Regions from separate parts of the Mus musculus genome. Here region 2 is linked to region 1. Evidence: chromatin contacts called from public HiChIP or PLAC-seq data. All regions are on one chromosome and are shown on one strand. The core of a region is the stretch at or near the end of the contact, and the rest is flanking DNA. Distances in the headings are between cores, read along the strand shown.

The links. HiChIP or PLAC-seq counts read pairs in DNA pulled down with a chosen protein or histone mark.
Region 2: an H3K27ac HiChIP or PLAC-seq map of vascular smooth muscle cells shows a contact between it and region 1, with 2.5 times the contacts expected there. The contact joins two enhancer-like sites. A contact is called at or near these places in 1 of 484 Hi-C or Micro-C datasets (nephron progenitors) and 1 of 115 datasets of contacts at active chromatin or transcription factors (vascular smooth muscle cells).

Annotation. Positions count from the first base shown.
Region 1 is chr11:43,996,338-44,004,107 of GRCm38.p6, reverse strand. It overlaps Gm12153 (a long non-coding RNA gene), which reads right to left. Exons shown (of 7, transcript XR_388596.1): 2 at 1-79. Among named protein-coding and RNA genes, the nearest start is that of Gm12153, 41 kb to the right of the region's middle. Within about 2 kb of position 5,022, at least 20 of the 459 cell types and tissues checked have an H3K27ac peak or open chromatin away from gene starts, as enhancers often do. A contact at or near this core is called in vascular smooth muscle cells, where this site is marked.
Region 2 is chr11:44,151,011-44,158,574 of GRCm38.p6, reverse strand. No RefSeq gene overlaps it. Among named protein-coding and RNA genes, the nearest start is that of Gm12153, 200 kb to the right of the region's middle. Within about 2 kb of position 2,249, at least 37 of the 459 cell types and tissues checked have an H3K27ac peak or open chromatin away from gene starts, as enhancers often do. A contact at or near this core is called in vascular smooth muscle cells, where this site is marked.

The sequences.
Region 1 (7,770 bases), core at 3,773-6,272:
AGATCCACAGACTCATCAGGCAACAGCAAACAGTCCACATAGCCCCAGGTTCCTCCAGAGGGAGATGAGATTAGTCCAACTAGAAGTAAGCACAAAATAGGATTAAGGGAGCCAGGTGGGTAAAGAGGGATGCCTGAGAAGGGCAAGGAGTCACTGACAAAGTAGACAAAAGCTTAAGAATGACCTCAGAGCACGGCATCAAAGGATCTCCTCTCCTGGAAGTGTGCACAACCCACACTGAAGTGCTTCTAGCCTGGGCAAAACTGTTGCAGGAGAAAAGACTAGAAGAAACCATTAAAGCGATTATGGAAATGTTTAGCTCTGGCAGTGAAACCCTGTAAGCGTATGCACTTTTCCGTCCAGGTGCCCCATACATAGCAGGAGCTCAGTCGAATGAACTAATGATCAAGAAGATGGATATAAAGGTTGAAATGAGACAAGGTGGTGAAAGGCCAAGGCTGGCATTTTTGTTCTGAACCAAAGTTCGGAGTCCTTGGCCAAAACTTGCTTCATTCTGAAACAGATCTTTGAACTATGAATCCACCTGTTGTGGGCTTCCATCTGTGTAAGGACCACACTCCAAGTCGGCGAATTCATCAGCTAGGTTTCAACTGAACCCTTTCAACCTCCCCAGCCCTGCCGAGGCTGTATAGGGGGAAACAGGCACAAGGGAAGAGTAAATGAAGGCCCTATGCCAAAGCAAATATTTTGACGCTGCAGGATTTGGCGAGATGTGAGAATACTGGCTCAGAGGGCTGTAACTCCTAACCAAATGGCACAACATACTATGGTGTTATGATATTAGGTTGTTAATCATGGAAACACTGGCATCTGTTTCCTCAGAAGCTCCCTCCCAGATGGTGCACCCCACTGTTTCTGTTGTCTGGAACAGTGTGAGGTTCCTTCAATGGCTGTAAGCTTCCAAATCAGCCTTTAGACAATGGCAGCCTGTTAATTAAGTGGTCCCTTTGTGACTGCATTTGAAAAATATGTGAGGAGAAGGGTTTATTGAGATGTGAAAAAAAGAAAAAGCAATGGGGAGGAAGGAGCTTTTCCAATACCAAGGCCTGTATGTGAGTATCATCCAGTAGGCTTCAAGAAGAAGGAGATTAGCTTGAGATGTGCAGGCAGGAGCTGGAGAATCACACAAAGCTGCCATCTCTACCCAGTGGACATCTAATCACATGCAGGTTGAGTATAATGAGCAACCCAGCTGCTGTGCCTCACTCTTCTCTTTCCAGTGAGGCAGGCAGGGGATGGAAGCCTTCCAGCTGGTTCTTGGGTGACTTGTTCCGTTTGAGGATATGTAATTGTCCTGCAGGATGCCAGACAGTGTTTTGACTCCAGTGGGGAAGATTGGAGTGGTGGAGCTCCAGAAAAAGGTCTAAGCAGCCTGTGTACTCGGAAGAGCAGACTGGGGGTAGGGGGCAAGTTGATATTAAGTGTGAGTGCTCACACCCAAGAACTTGACTTAGAGACCTAGAGAAGATTCACATCTGACTTGTGAGACTTGGCTCTTCAGTCACCGCTTAGCTCTCTACCTAAAACAGCACACCAGGGAATCAGGCCTCCAGAGAAATGGAGTCTTCAGCAGAAAGTGGAGCTCTGACAGCTCCTGTCCAGTGTCCAGGAAGAAATAAATCAGCCTTGGACTGGATTACAGGACCTGTGGTTTACCAGATGACTTTGTGTTTCCCACTGGTTAAACCTAAATTCACTCTTTCATGCAATACATCTCAATTAGTCATCTGCTGGGAGGGAAGCCCAGTGGTGTCGAGGTAATGACCTGGCAGGTGCACCTTGGCCCCTAAGGGGCATGTATTCCAGAAGACCCATGGTTCTGTGAGCCAAATGGAACCAGATCTTCACTGAAGTCCCAAACCTGCTGAGTACCTGATGTATAACAGCTACTCAGCAAATGTCTAGGAGGGATTTCATGAATGAAAGCTGATTTCCTCTGTCTCCCATATGTCATATGACTTGTGTCTCTGTTCATTTCCTCCAGCTGCCATTCCTGCTTAGTGTTCTGGCTTGAATAGGTGCAAAGAACAGCTATTTCCCAACAGCCACACCTTACTGCTTCATACACTTGCAGACTGTTAATAATTCACTTTTGGGGCTTGGCTTCTTCGTCCACTCATGTCAGTATCTGTCCTTGGTCACCTGGAATAAGAATAGTTTCTTAGCTGGGCGTGGTGGCGCACGCCTTTAATCCCAGCACTCAGGAGGTAGAGGCAGGCGAATCTCTGAGTTCAAGGCCAGCCTGGTCTACAGAGTGAGTTCCAGAACAGCCAGGGCCACACAGAGAAACCCTGTCTGTCTCATAAAACCAGAAAGAAAAAAAAAAAGAACAGTTTATTTTGGAATCTAATGGTCCTGTGCAGTTTGCAAATGTTTTCATTTATATGATTTTTGTTTTTTGTAAGGATGAGCAGAGAACTCCTAACAAGTGTCCAGGCTGCCTTTAGACAAACACTGTCCTTAACCCTGAGCCCCACCCACACTGTACTCTCAACTTTAAACTTTAAACTTGCAACAGATGCAAACTTTCAGAATACCATTCAAATGTAGTTCAAAGAGACCCTTCCCCTAAAATAGGCACTTTGGTGACATTTAAAGTCTTTTTACACTAGCGTGTGTACTCATAGTGATCCTGTACTTACAGTGGGTTATGACAGAGAGGAAATAAACCTGGAAAGCCACAGAAGAATCCAGAAAATTTTCCCTAGGCCAGATCTGTACAGCATAAAACATTTGACCCTAGCTGAGAGACTCAGTAACAATTAACATATTTGTTGTTATTGTTGTTGTTGTTATTGTTGCTACTTTCACAGTCAGTAAAACTCTTACTATTACAGTTAAATTGCTCAGCAAACACTAACCCGACAAATAAGTGCTCCTTCTGTGCAATGTAAGCTCTGATGACGATGTTTTCATGACTACCCACAAACTAAGCCAATCTTTTTGTTTTCATTCATGCTAAGTATCAACAGATGTTCTCTTAAAATATTCACAAGCTGTACCAAGGGGAAGGGTTAGATGGCTAGTAAATCCTAGCACAACAGGAAGAAGCGGAAACTATTTCTTTTGGGGTAATGGGCACAATGCTGTAGTGGGATTTCGTGGAATATCATGCATCCTTGGCTAACTCAACTGACTTTCCTCCCTCTAGTGAGGAAAGATCCTCCAATCAGCAGCTGACTTCCTCAGGGATTTGGGGAAAACTTCTTCCCCCCACCCCCACCCCCACCCCCACCCCCACCCCACTGTGTGTTCAGGTGCTGAGCCTATGGCGTCCTGAACTCATAGCTCAAGCTTCCTACTTCTCCCTGGTCTCCAATTTCTTTTTTCTAGCATGCCAGACTCCCCCCCCCCCCAAAGGGTTAGGCAAATGCCAGAAAGTTTGCTCCAAAAACACTATACCAAAGAATACAGCCTCAAGGTGAGTTATGACTTCTACAGAACACAGATCTCAGCTTCGTGCTGAGTCCCTGTCTAGAAGGAAGTCACTTTGAAGTTTCCATGCTGCTCAGAACTCACCCTTCCATCCATTGCCTAGACTTCCCACCTGGTTCCTGATCCTCTAGCTTTCAAATTCTGTGTATTCCTTGACTCTACAGTCTGTTCAGACTTCCCACCTCTAGAGGTTTCTGAGGTATGTCTTGCCCCACAGCCTAAGTGTTCCAGAGGCATGTGAGTGCTCAAACCCAAGAACTTGACCTAGAGAGTTGGGGAAGACTCACATCTTCCTTCTGCCATGATAAATTCCCAGGCATCTCTCATGAAGGCGGATTGGAGAAGTCTGGCTACAAATTGCTGGTTAAGAAATAGGTCACAACTTGCTGTAAATAGGACCCTGATTGTCCTGATTATTCCGGTCCATGGCTTCAGCACTTTCCCACACAACTGTAGCTACACACACCCTACTTTTCTCCTGATTAGCCCTCCTTGTTAGATGGGAGACATTGAATGGGAAATGGCTGGGACATAGAGAACTGAAGTGTTCATTTTCTCCTCTTACCCTCACTTGTAAGGAGACGGCGTGATTTCTTCTGAAAACATAGAGGAGAATGTAGAGGGGCTTTTTTTTAGTCCCCAAATTAATATAAATTATGTTAGAAGCGAAATCGAGTAGAAAGAATGGAATATTTTCTTCTAACTCCTGCCCATACTCACATGGTCTCCTGCTGCCCTCGTTCCCCTCCGGCATGGTCCAGGTTTTATGAGCAATGAGTCTGCATTGACATATCATAATCACCCATGGTTCATGCTTTACACTAAGGTTCATTATTGTGTTGCACATTCTGTGAGTGTTGATAAATACATAATGACATTTTCCTACCATTATGGTACCTCACCTAATAGTTTCATTACCCTAAAAGTTTCCTAAACTCCATATATCCATTCATCTCTTTTCACATGGAAACCCCTGAAAACCACTAATCATTTAGTACTTTCATAATTTTGCCTTTTTCTGAGTGTCTTAGAGTAAGAATCGATCTTACAGTCTGCATCCATTCCCACTTAGATTTTGCATTCAGTAATATGGATTTAAGCTTATCCATACCTTCTTATGACTTCAAAGTTTATTTCTTTTCATCACTAAGTGCTTTGTCATAATCTAGATACATGACAGCTGCTTATCCAGTCACATAAGGAAGGGTATTCTGTTTATTTCCAAGTTGGGATAATTACAGATAGTCATTACCAATATCTTAAGAATGACATCAGCCAGGACAGACTCTGTTGTTGCCAGGGTAACAACTCCCCAGATCTCCACAATTTAAAAGCGCAAAGGTTTTGCTGCTGGTTTCTGTTTTAGTTTTAGTTATTTTCATCCATTGTAACTTTTTGATGAATGGGAGTAAGCTATAGTAAAATCATATATAGCTCAGAGTGTCAGATACATAACCAACCCAAGACTAACCAAACACGTGAACCTGTAGATAAATTACAGGGAACTTGGAATTGGTACCTCTTTTTGAGCTCTATTCCCCAAAGACTGACTCAGTAAGCTAGGCAGTCACCGGGTTCAAAGGATAGCCAACAAATGGAAGGAAGGAATAAAGGAAGGGAAGGCGGGAGAGAAGGGGGGATGGAGGGAGGGAGGGAGGGAGGGAGGGAGGGAGGAAGGAAGGAAGGAAGGAAGGAAGGAAGGAAGGAAGGAAGGAAGGAAGATTGAATATCTCCTTGTGGGAAGGAGGATGCAGGCTAACATCCCAAAGTCATTTTAAGGAGACATTTTGTTCTTCTCTGAGCCTCTTGGGGAAATGACATGGTGACTAAAAGAATTGTTGATATGTGTTGTCCTTCCCCATTAAAAGGAGCTAAAAAAGCCCTGGGCACCAAGATGTGAACTATTTCCTTCAGGGTAGAATAGAGGCACTAAAAATAGCCTTGGAAAATAAAAAGTTGTAGAGGTCCAACAAGGAAAACAAATCAGAAATAAAGTTGGCACTGAGAAAGAAGACAAACCCTCACAGGCAGTAGGAAAAAGAGGCTATTAGCTTGAACACATAAAAGCAGGTACATTTTTCCCACCCACGGAGCTGCTGGCTGGCATTCCTGCCGTGTAAATCAGCCTCTGGAGAAAAGGAAGATGAGTCAGAGTCAGCCAGGTCGGATTACGTTGTGCCAGGGCACCAAACAACTCCCCAGATCTCCACAGTTTACAAGCTCAAAGATTTTTTCTTTCTCCCTCGCAATGCGTGCCCAGCGTGGACTCAAGACACCCAGGTGATGGGGGTTTCACTTCCTTTTAAACAGAGGACAAAGGTGATGGATGTACTGTTTTGCAGCTCCCCGGAAGTATGGCACATCGTTTCCCCTTTCATTTCATTGGTTGATGCAACCACATGACCAGGGATCTCAAAGTAGCATGAGAGCAAATCGTACCATGTGCCCGAAGAGGGGGGAAATGTTAACTGAAGTAAACAGCTCTGCTGTGGTCTAGGATAAGGAGCCTAGGGAAAATCAGGTAGAGAGAAGAGAGCCGAACAGCAAGTTGGTTTCCTAGCTCTCACCCAAACAGGCAAGAACAGCAGCCCCTCAACCCTGTCCCCCTGGCATAGCTATGACTTTACTTCCTGCAAGGATATCTCAGGGTAAAGAGCCAGGATCATTGAGTCAAGCTGTCATTTGGTCATGTCAGGGACACACCAGTTGTGTGACCTTGCCTGATGCAAGTTATTTAATCTCTCTGGACCTCACCTGAGCTGTGTTAGGTGGATGCCAACAACACCTATTTCACCTGGTAGTTGTGAGAATGAATCATACAAGTGAAATGCTTCAGATCACAGCTGCTCAAACTGGCCTTTGCCCGTAAGCTTTCAAGAGACTGCTAACCCCTATTTCTGACTCAATTGGTCCTAGATGGGGCCTGAGTTCATGTTTCTAATAAGCTGGTGCCAAGGTGACTGGGCCACGGACTTTACATTAGAGCAGAGAGTACTAAGCATAGTTGATAAAAAATGTGTCCTTAAATCTATTCAAGAGACTCCAATAGTTCTTGTCCCCTATGTCAAGAATAGAAGTTACAACTGCCTCTTGGTGCAAATATCCACATCATATGCTTCCAGAGAGAAATGCTTCATGAGGTCTTCTTGGTTAACAGCATAGGTGCTAAAGTCAAAAGACCCAGTTTCTAACAGAGCAATGTCACATGTAAGCCATATAACCAAAATAAGAATTTCCTTTCCCTTCTGTGTGGACATCTGTGAACAAATAACACAGACCCACCTGTTGTAACTCCCTAGATTAAAGATCTCCAGGGAAACACAAGGTTTTTGTTAAGGTTGTTATGCATTGGCCTGGGTGGGAAAGTTGACCTGGCCCATTTATACCACCTTCTTATCGTCTTCTCTATTGTCATGTCCCATCACAGAAATATGAGTGTATTTGCTAGCAAGAAGCCACTTTAGACAAAGTTGAAGATATTAGGTGATGTATGATACTTATATCTATAATATACACATATGTATATAAGTATATGATATTTGTATATACATACATACTTATACATATGACCTTTTTGAAAACTAGAAACAAACAGTTCAGAAACAGATCTAACCTTGTTGGTATTGGAGAAGAAATTGGATACGAAGTAACCCTTTCTCTGGTGCTGAAGTGTAAACAACAACAACAACAAACATATAAGCAAAGCAATGAGCACATACTAAGTGCTCAATAAATAGTTACCAATGAACCCCAAAGAGATATTATTTCTCACAGGTAGAGGAAAGAGAACATGGGAGAGGGTGCCTTTAGGATCCCCCAGAGGTAAGAAAGGATCAAGGGTGTCCTTAGCAATTTTCTACCTCTTCACTTATCTTCCACTTTCTCAAAAAAAAAAAAAAAAAAAAAAAGTTAATTCATGCACCAGAGAGTACAATCAGAATTACTCAATAAAAGCTGAGCTGGGACAGTTGACAAGATCTCCCCTAGGCCTTATAGAGGCAGCTCAGTAGGAACTCCTCCAGCTCCATAGTCATCCAGGAATGTCCCTTTGAATACAATGTCCCTTTGAATACACTGTCTGAAGAGTCTCTCTCAAGCCAAAGACTCTGAAGGGAAATGATGGCTTTTCCCCTCCTTCCTCAGCCTCTCACCTGCTGGGGGAATGTGGGAATCCTGTCATCTTCTGGGGTCTTCATTTTCTTAGGTGAGGATGGGGCAGTAACATTGCTTGTGACTGCTTTACTGAGAGGAGCATATGTAAGCCATCACAGATCTGAACGCACTCAAAAAGTGAAGCGCACGTTTCCCAGGCAG
Region 2 (7,564 bases), core at 1,000-3,499, 160 kb before region 1:
GAATTTGTTCAGAACCTCTCCGTCCAGGGTGATCTGCCTCCCATCAGACCACAGTGATGGTGCCAGGGGCCCAACGGCTAAGTGCTCTGAAATCCTGAATCAAAAGCGTCTTTCCTACTTAAAGCTGGGCTTTGTAGTAGTTTTTATCACGTGACAGACAGCTAACACAGGAGCTGTGATGAGTAATCTTTGTTGGCAACTTGACTAGATCTGGAATCAATCAGGATACAAGCCACCAGAACTTTTGTTAGGGACTTTCTGATCAAATTATTTGAAAGAAGATCTGCTCTAAATATTGGTGCTACCTTCTGGTGGCAGTGCAAATAAAAGGAGAGTTGAAAGAAAAGTTTGCTTTTTGCCTGCTTATCTTCACTCTTGCTGGCAAACTCGCCTACTTTGTTGGTGTTTCATTCTTTTCCTCAGGTTAGAACCAGCTTCTTCAGGCTTCCAAAGTAGACTGAAGATCACCAGCACCCCAGGAATCCTCAAGGCCTTCAGTGCCAGATTGGGATTGCTGAGATACCCTGGGTGATGGTCTGGACAACTCCCAGATTTGTTCCCTCCAGTGTGAGACAGCCATTGTTTGACTATGAAAACCTTATAGTGTAAATCAACCCTAATAAGTCCCCTTTACAATATATATCCTTCCCTCTTTGGCATTTTCACAGCTGAATTCTGTGAAGACACAGAGTGTCGCTCCAACTACCTTGCCTTAGTAAGAGACACAGGGAGAAGGCTGTGGGGCTGTGGCTATTCCTCAGGACATCATTTCCCCAGTTCTCTCTGCTGGCTGGAAACAATTAGGTAACAAATCAATACTAGGGGATCAATGTCTTATTCTACAAACTGTGGGACTTAGCATCAGACCTGGCCAAAGGAGACAGGGGAACAGAGCTGCCTAACAAGATCTGTCCTATGCATGGCTGAGAATATGTCCATGTTTACAGGTATTTCTGTTAATGTGCATTTTCATAATGTAAGCTGGATAGAGTGGCAGGAACCAATTAGGGCACTGTTCTAACTGGGAGATGGTGGGGGTTTTCTCAGCCACAGTGGAACTGGCATCACCGAATCAGAAACTTTACTCTCACACAACAGAGAGACAAAGCTTTGGCTTCTCTGTAGGATTTGCCTGTTGTTGGCCAGTGTTACTTGTCGATGATGCAAGTTTTCTCATTTAGCCCTAAGAATGAGAAGTCAAGGGATCCTGTTTTATGTCTGACACTCACTGATCAGGGCTGAGGCAGTGACTTAGTGGCTCAGATGCTTCCAGAGAATCACTGAGGACAGGAGTTTGGATCCCTAGAAGACAGAAACACTGGGTGTGGTAATATAGTCTATATTCCCAGCACTCCTCTGTGGAGCTGGGGAGTAAGCACAGAAGAATCCCCAGAAACTCTCGGGCCAGCTAGCTTGAAATACTCAGAGCAAAGCAACCAGGAAGGCATGTTTCAAATAACATGGAAAATCCCATGCACCCTGTGACAGATTGCCAGTGCTCACTTACACAAATATCCACACAAAGACATTCATCAGAGAGAGAGGGGGGGGGGTAGGGGGAGAGGGAGAGGGAGAGAGAGAACAGAGAAAGAGACAGAGACAGAGACAGAGACAGAGAGAGGAATCATTCACACATAAAACAAGCATCTCTAATCTCACACTCAGGATGCTGAGGCCAGAAGCGCAGAGTCAGGAGGAATGATTAAGGGAAAGCTCCAGAAATTGGATTTCTTTGACTTAGACTTTGAATCCACATTCCATAAAGAATAGTACAAGGAGGGGGCAGTTAAGGTCTCAGCCTCAGTTTCTTTGTTTATAAAATAAAGATAGTAATAGGATTTATCTCCGAAGGTTAATGAGGAGTCAATGACATAATTGTGCAAGGCCTTTGCTGATAAGTGATAGAAGTTATTGCAGGCTGAGTTGGTTAGCATAGCTGTTCTTGGGAAAGCAGCTGTTCATTATAGGAAGACAGGCTGTGTCATGGCATTTGCAATGACCTTTTTAACTATTAAAAAAAAAACCCCAGAACCTGAATCATGATTAATTTATGTGCCATGTTTATGAATTTACATGCTAAGCTTTCTCCACTCTGGGTCTTTGAGGAGAAGGAGGGTCAGTGACACAGAAAATTTGGATGTACCGCAAAATGAACACTTTCTGAGCCTTCATTTGGTTGAGATCAAACAGCCTGGCCTCTCTGGTAATGAAGCTCGGGCAGGTCTCCAGGCCACCCTGTAGTGCTCATAGATTCCCCACCCCCACCTCACATACCACAGGAGTGCGATGGCAACAGTGCTGGGGGCAGCCAGGGGCATGTTCTTCCAGGAAACTTGCCAGGAAGATAAAGAGAACATTCCAGAAGCCAATATGCCGCTCAAATGGCAGGTCACTTCATTCTTAAATCTCCTCATTTCCTGATTGGTGACAGAGGACACCAGGGTAGACAGCCTTGAGTTGGTGGAAAACGTGGTTGCCAAGCAGAATTAATTCTCTTCAGAAGCTGCAAGTTGACATTGGAAAAGACAGTTCTGTTATATGAGAAAGAATTTGTTCCAAGCCTTATTCAGCCGGTTCTGGAGTGTGTGTGTGTGTGTGTGTGTGTGTGTGTGTGTGTGTGTGTGTGTGTGTGTGTGTTTGTTTGCATACACCCATGTACATGTGTGCAGACTCCTAGTCAGGTAGATCTTGTATGAAAGGGACAAGCAATTACAAGTTCCAAATTACATGACTCTGTCGTCTGAAATACAGCTCCAGTTTTTTCCCAGGAGACACAGAATAATTTCCCCACCTCCCGGCATTCTGTTTCCTAGTTGTTTGACTTTACCCCAGAAGGCACTGAACTCAGAGATGAAGTTAGGCAACTCTGCAAATTTGTTTACTGCAAGGCAAGGATTAGAACTTGACCTCCATTCAAAAATATACATCCAGCTCTTTTTCCCTTTTCTCTTTCTGCCACTATCTCCCCCCACTCCCAATAAACCTCTCACAGGTAGAAAAAAATAAAAACAAAAACAAAATATACATCCATACTCTTGAGTCCATGTGGAAAGGAGCTGTTAGCATCTTGTGTAGCTGTAAAGCAAGTATCAATGGGGCACATGAAAACTGAAGGAAGAGTCATTTTGCAAAATCCTACTTTATATTTTTAAAAGAAGATATAAGACATTTCATTTTAAAAACTAGGATGCAGGATATTGGTCATTATGGAAAAAAATAAAATGATGAGAAAAAAATATGCCCTGCCAGTACACAATGTGAGGAGTTGGGAGAGAGAGAGAGAGAGAGAGAGAGAGAGAGAGAGGAATATGAAAGAAAGGGTGCAGATCATGTGTGTGTGTCAGATGTCCCCCAAGTGTGGCATCAATCCCTATAACCTGCCACAGTGGTGAAGGCCTTCTCTACCTGTGAATTGAAATCAGAATGCTGTAGCACGGGGCCCTTGCTCTGTAGTCTAGTCAAACGTAGTGAGTGGTCTTATACAGTCCATGGTCCTGCCGTGCGGGATAACTGGAAGTTCACCATATTCTCTTGAGTTGGGAATGGTGAGGGGCTGTTTGGCTTACTCTTCAAGGAGATACCACTGAATGGCAGATGGTAACAAATCCCTGCTCCTCTCTCTCCTTCTTCCTCCCTCCTTCCCTCCCTCCCCTCCTTCCTTCCACATTTTGAGGCAACGTCTTGCTCTTAGCCCAAACTGGTCTTGAGCTTATAGAAATCCTCTTGCCTCGGGTCCCAAGTGCTAGGATTTTAGTCATATACCACTATGTGACTGGAGTTTCTTTATGTATTTCTGCCTAATTGTGCTTGTTACAATTACCGGGAAATACTTTTTAAAAGACGTACAAAGGATAACAAAATATTCCATATGCAAAAGTAGAATCAGTCACAGAGGAGGAGCCAGGAAAGAGTCTCAGGAGGGAGTCCTGAGTGGAAGCAGGCAGAGTTCCAGGAGCAGGGGGCGTGGCCTTTAGATCCCCTCATCCCCACCAGGCATCTTTCTAAGGTGCAAATACACCTTATTATACACAGCAAAATACACACATCTTGGGAATCATGTATATTTTAAATCAATTACACCCCCATAAAGCCGCCACTCCAGTCAAGCCACAGGCTACAGATAGATATTTGTTCTTGTTGTTATTTCTTTGAGGTTTGTTTTGGTTTGGCTTTTTGAGACTGGGTTTCTCTGTGTAGTCCTGGCTGTCGGCGAACTCACAGAGATCTGCCTGCCTCTGCCTCCCAAGTTCTGGGATTAAAGGTGCACATGCTATGTTCATAAACAACTACAGTTCACTGCCTCTGCTGAGCAAGGCAGCCCAGGAGGAATGAGTAACACTATCAGCACTTTCATTCCTGACATTCCAATTATTGGTTTCTTTGGTGCTATGATAAATAAATGTACTATAAATGTTCTTTCCTTTTAAAAGATTTATTATTTTTTAACAATATGTGTTGGGCCCCATTTTGGCCCTGGTTTGGGCCTTGAGGACAAACCCAAGCCTGGCTCCAGTTTCAAGACCTGTCTCCGTCACTTCCATATTGGGGTGACTCAGCAAGACCTGTTTGACCTGCCTCTGCCCTGCTGTTGTTGATGTAGAGCTTTGCCATTGGCCCTGTCAGTCACTCCATACCCCCCTATCACCCTTCCCTGCCTCCTATGTCATCTTCAGCCCACCCAATATCATCATTCACCTATATTATCACCCCACTCCAAATCCCCCTCCCTATGTTCTGAACTTATATAAGTGAGAGGCTGATGCCATAAACTTCCTGCTTCAACAAGACTCCGGGCCTCAACACTCACCATCCAGCTCAGCCCCGGAGAGACTCTGGCAGGGAAGTGACCTCTCTCATCTCGCCTGGACCTGCCAGCAAAGAACCAGCAAATATGGATAATTGACAGAGACCAAAAGCATTAGATCTTCCTGGAACTCCAGTTATAGGTGGTTGGGAGTCACCTAAATGCCAATGTTGAGAACCAACTCAGGTCCTCTGCAAGAGTAATACATGCTCTTAACTTCTGTGGCATCTCTTGAGCCCCCAAGAAATGTTTTTAACTTATGAATAGCATCTGAGTCTGTGTGAGGACATATGTCATCTGTGTGAGGGTAACTGTGGAGGCCATAAAAGGATGTTGAAATTCCTGGAGCTGGAGTCACAGGTGATTGAAAGACTACAGGATGTAGGTGCTCGGAATTGCACTTGGGTCCTCTGCAATAGCTGCAATTGTTCTTAAGCACTGTGCTATCCATTCAGTCCCTCCCCCAGCACACTTCATGGAACCCATGCAAATACTATGATCCACACTGCACAATGTCAGTGTTTTTAGTTTGAGAATTATAGCTCATTGTGTTTTCAATTTGTATTTCTTTGATGACTAATAACATAATTCGTTATCTTTTGGGGTGCTTATTGATCATTCAAAAATCACAGATATTTCTTTTGTGAAATGCTTAAGTCTTTTTGCATTAGGAAGTTATGTATTTAGGGGAGCAATCACAGAGCTTTGTGTGTGAATTTGATAGCTACTGCAGGGAAAAGTGTCAGCTGTCTTTGATAATGTGAGTCTTGGTTGGCTGACCACATGGCAGGGCAGGCTATACTCCTAAGATGTGCTGGACAACATACAAACTGGACCCAATACAAAAAGAATAAATGGCAAAAAACCTTCAAATCTGGATGGGAAGATGATAGAAAGGGTGTTTATGGGAGGAGATGGGGGTGGAAATATTCACAGTACACTGTATGAAATTTTCAAAGAATTAATAAAAACATGGTTAACATTATTTTTAATGAGATGGAGAGATGTCTGCAGTTAGGAGCACTTGTTGATCTTGCAGAGGACCTGGGTTTGAGTCCCAGCACCCACATGGTGGCTCACACTCTGTTCTAGAGTATCCCAAAGCCTTCCCACTTCAATAGGCACTGTATGTATGCAGTGCATATACATATATTCAGGCAATGCAATTTGTATACACAGAATAAAAATAAATAAATAAAAATTTAAAAAACTTTGTAACATTTAAAACGAGTTCCTTTCTGAAATATCATTGAGCAGATCATCCTGCTTATGACTATTGTAAGGTTTTATTTCTCTTAATCATCCTTTTTTGTTTGCTTGCTTTTGAGATGGGGTTTCTCTGTGTTGCTCTGGCTGTTCTGGAACTTTCTCTGTAGACCAGGCTGGTCTTATATCTCAGAGCTCCAACTGCTTCTCACTCCCAGGTGCTGACATTAAAGATGTGCCCAGCTCAGATACAAATTGAACTGTAGACTGTATAAAAGACTAGTTGGAGATTGTAGTGCTTTAAATGAGGTGTCTCCCACAGTCTTGGACATTTGAACAATTGTTTCCAATTGATGGTACTGTTTGAGATATTTAGGAGGTGTGGCCTTGTTGGAGGAAGTGTGTCACTGGAGGTGGGCTCTGAGAGTTAAAAGATTCGGGCCATTTCTGGATCCCACTCCCAGTTTTATGCTTGTGGTTTAAGATGTGAGCACTTGGCTTCCTGCCCAGCCATCCAGCCATCATGCCTGTCGCCTGCTGCCTTTATTCCAGTATCGTGAACTTTAACCCTGTGGAACCATAAGCTCAAAAATCACATTCTTCTATAAGTTGCTTTGGCCATGGTGCTTTCTCAAAGAAGTAGAAAGTAGCTACTAGTGATATAGAAGTAGGTCATAATTCCTCCAGAGCTTGCCCTCCTGAGGTGTGTCTGCTGTTAGGGGTGGGCTCAGCAATTTCCTTAGCCACTGAGCAGAAAGACACAGTGTTGCCTGTGGTGGTAATCTCCATGTGTCTCTGGTTCAAGTGTCTTGGGGTGGGAGGAGTCCTTTTTAGGAGCGCTTGGGGACTAAACATCATAAGACTATGAGCTCACCCTCAGCTTTCTAGATCTCGGTCAGGCTTTCTGGTAAATCTACTTATGAGATATGATTCCATGAAGAAGAACTATGGAGTGGAGAGGTCCAACAGACACCAATCTATCCCAACAGCCTAGGCCTAGTTGACTTCATTTATTCCCACAGAGTTCTCCAGCTCTCAGCAGGCTTGCCTCATATTCAGATCCATCTCTTCTAGAGATCAATATAGTTTCTATCCATCTGCCCTCACTCAAGAAAGACCTACTGTCCCTAGGGTTATGCTCAGTGGCAAGCATTTACCTTGTTCCTCTTAAGATGTCAACTGTCTCAGGGTTTTGTTTGTCTGTCCACACCATCTTAGGTGACTATAAAGAGAAATGGGTTACTATTTAATTTCGATGTTTTTGTTGCTGTCAGGATTGTAATTCTCCTGATCTGGCTCATAACAAGGCTCTTGAGTCTGGTTTTGTTGAGTGAGATGATAAATTCCTCCAGCAATTTGTTCTACTTAAAGAGGTGATTGATGGTTAACATATCATAATGTGTGTGAGGGTACTTCCTCTCATCTGCAGTGCCCAAAGCCAGCTCACTCAAGAGTCTTCCAAGATTTTACTTTCCTGCTTCCTTGGAACAGTAAGATAAAGAGGAAATGAAAGACCCAACTGATAAATGAAGTGGAAGGGTGGTTAATATTCAT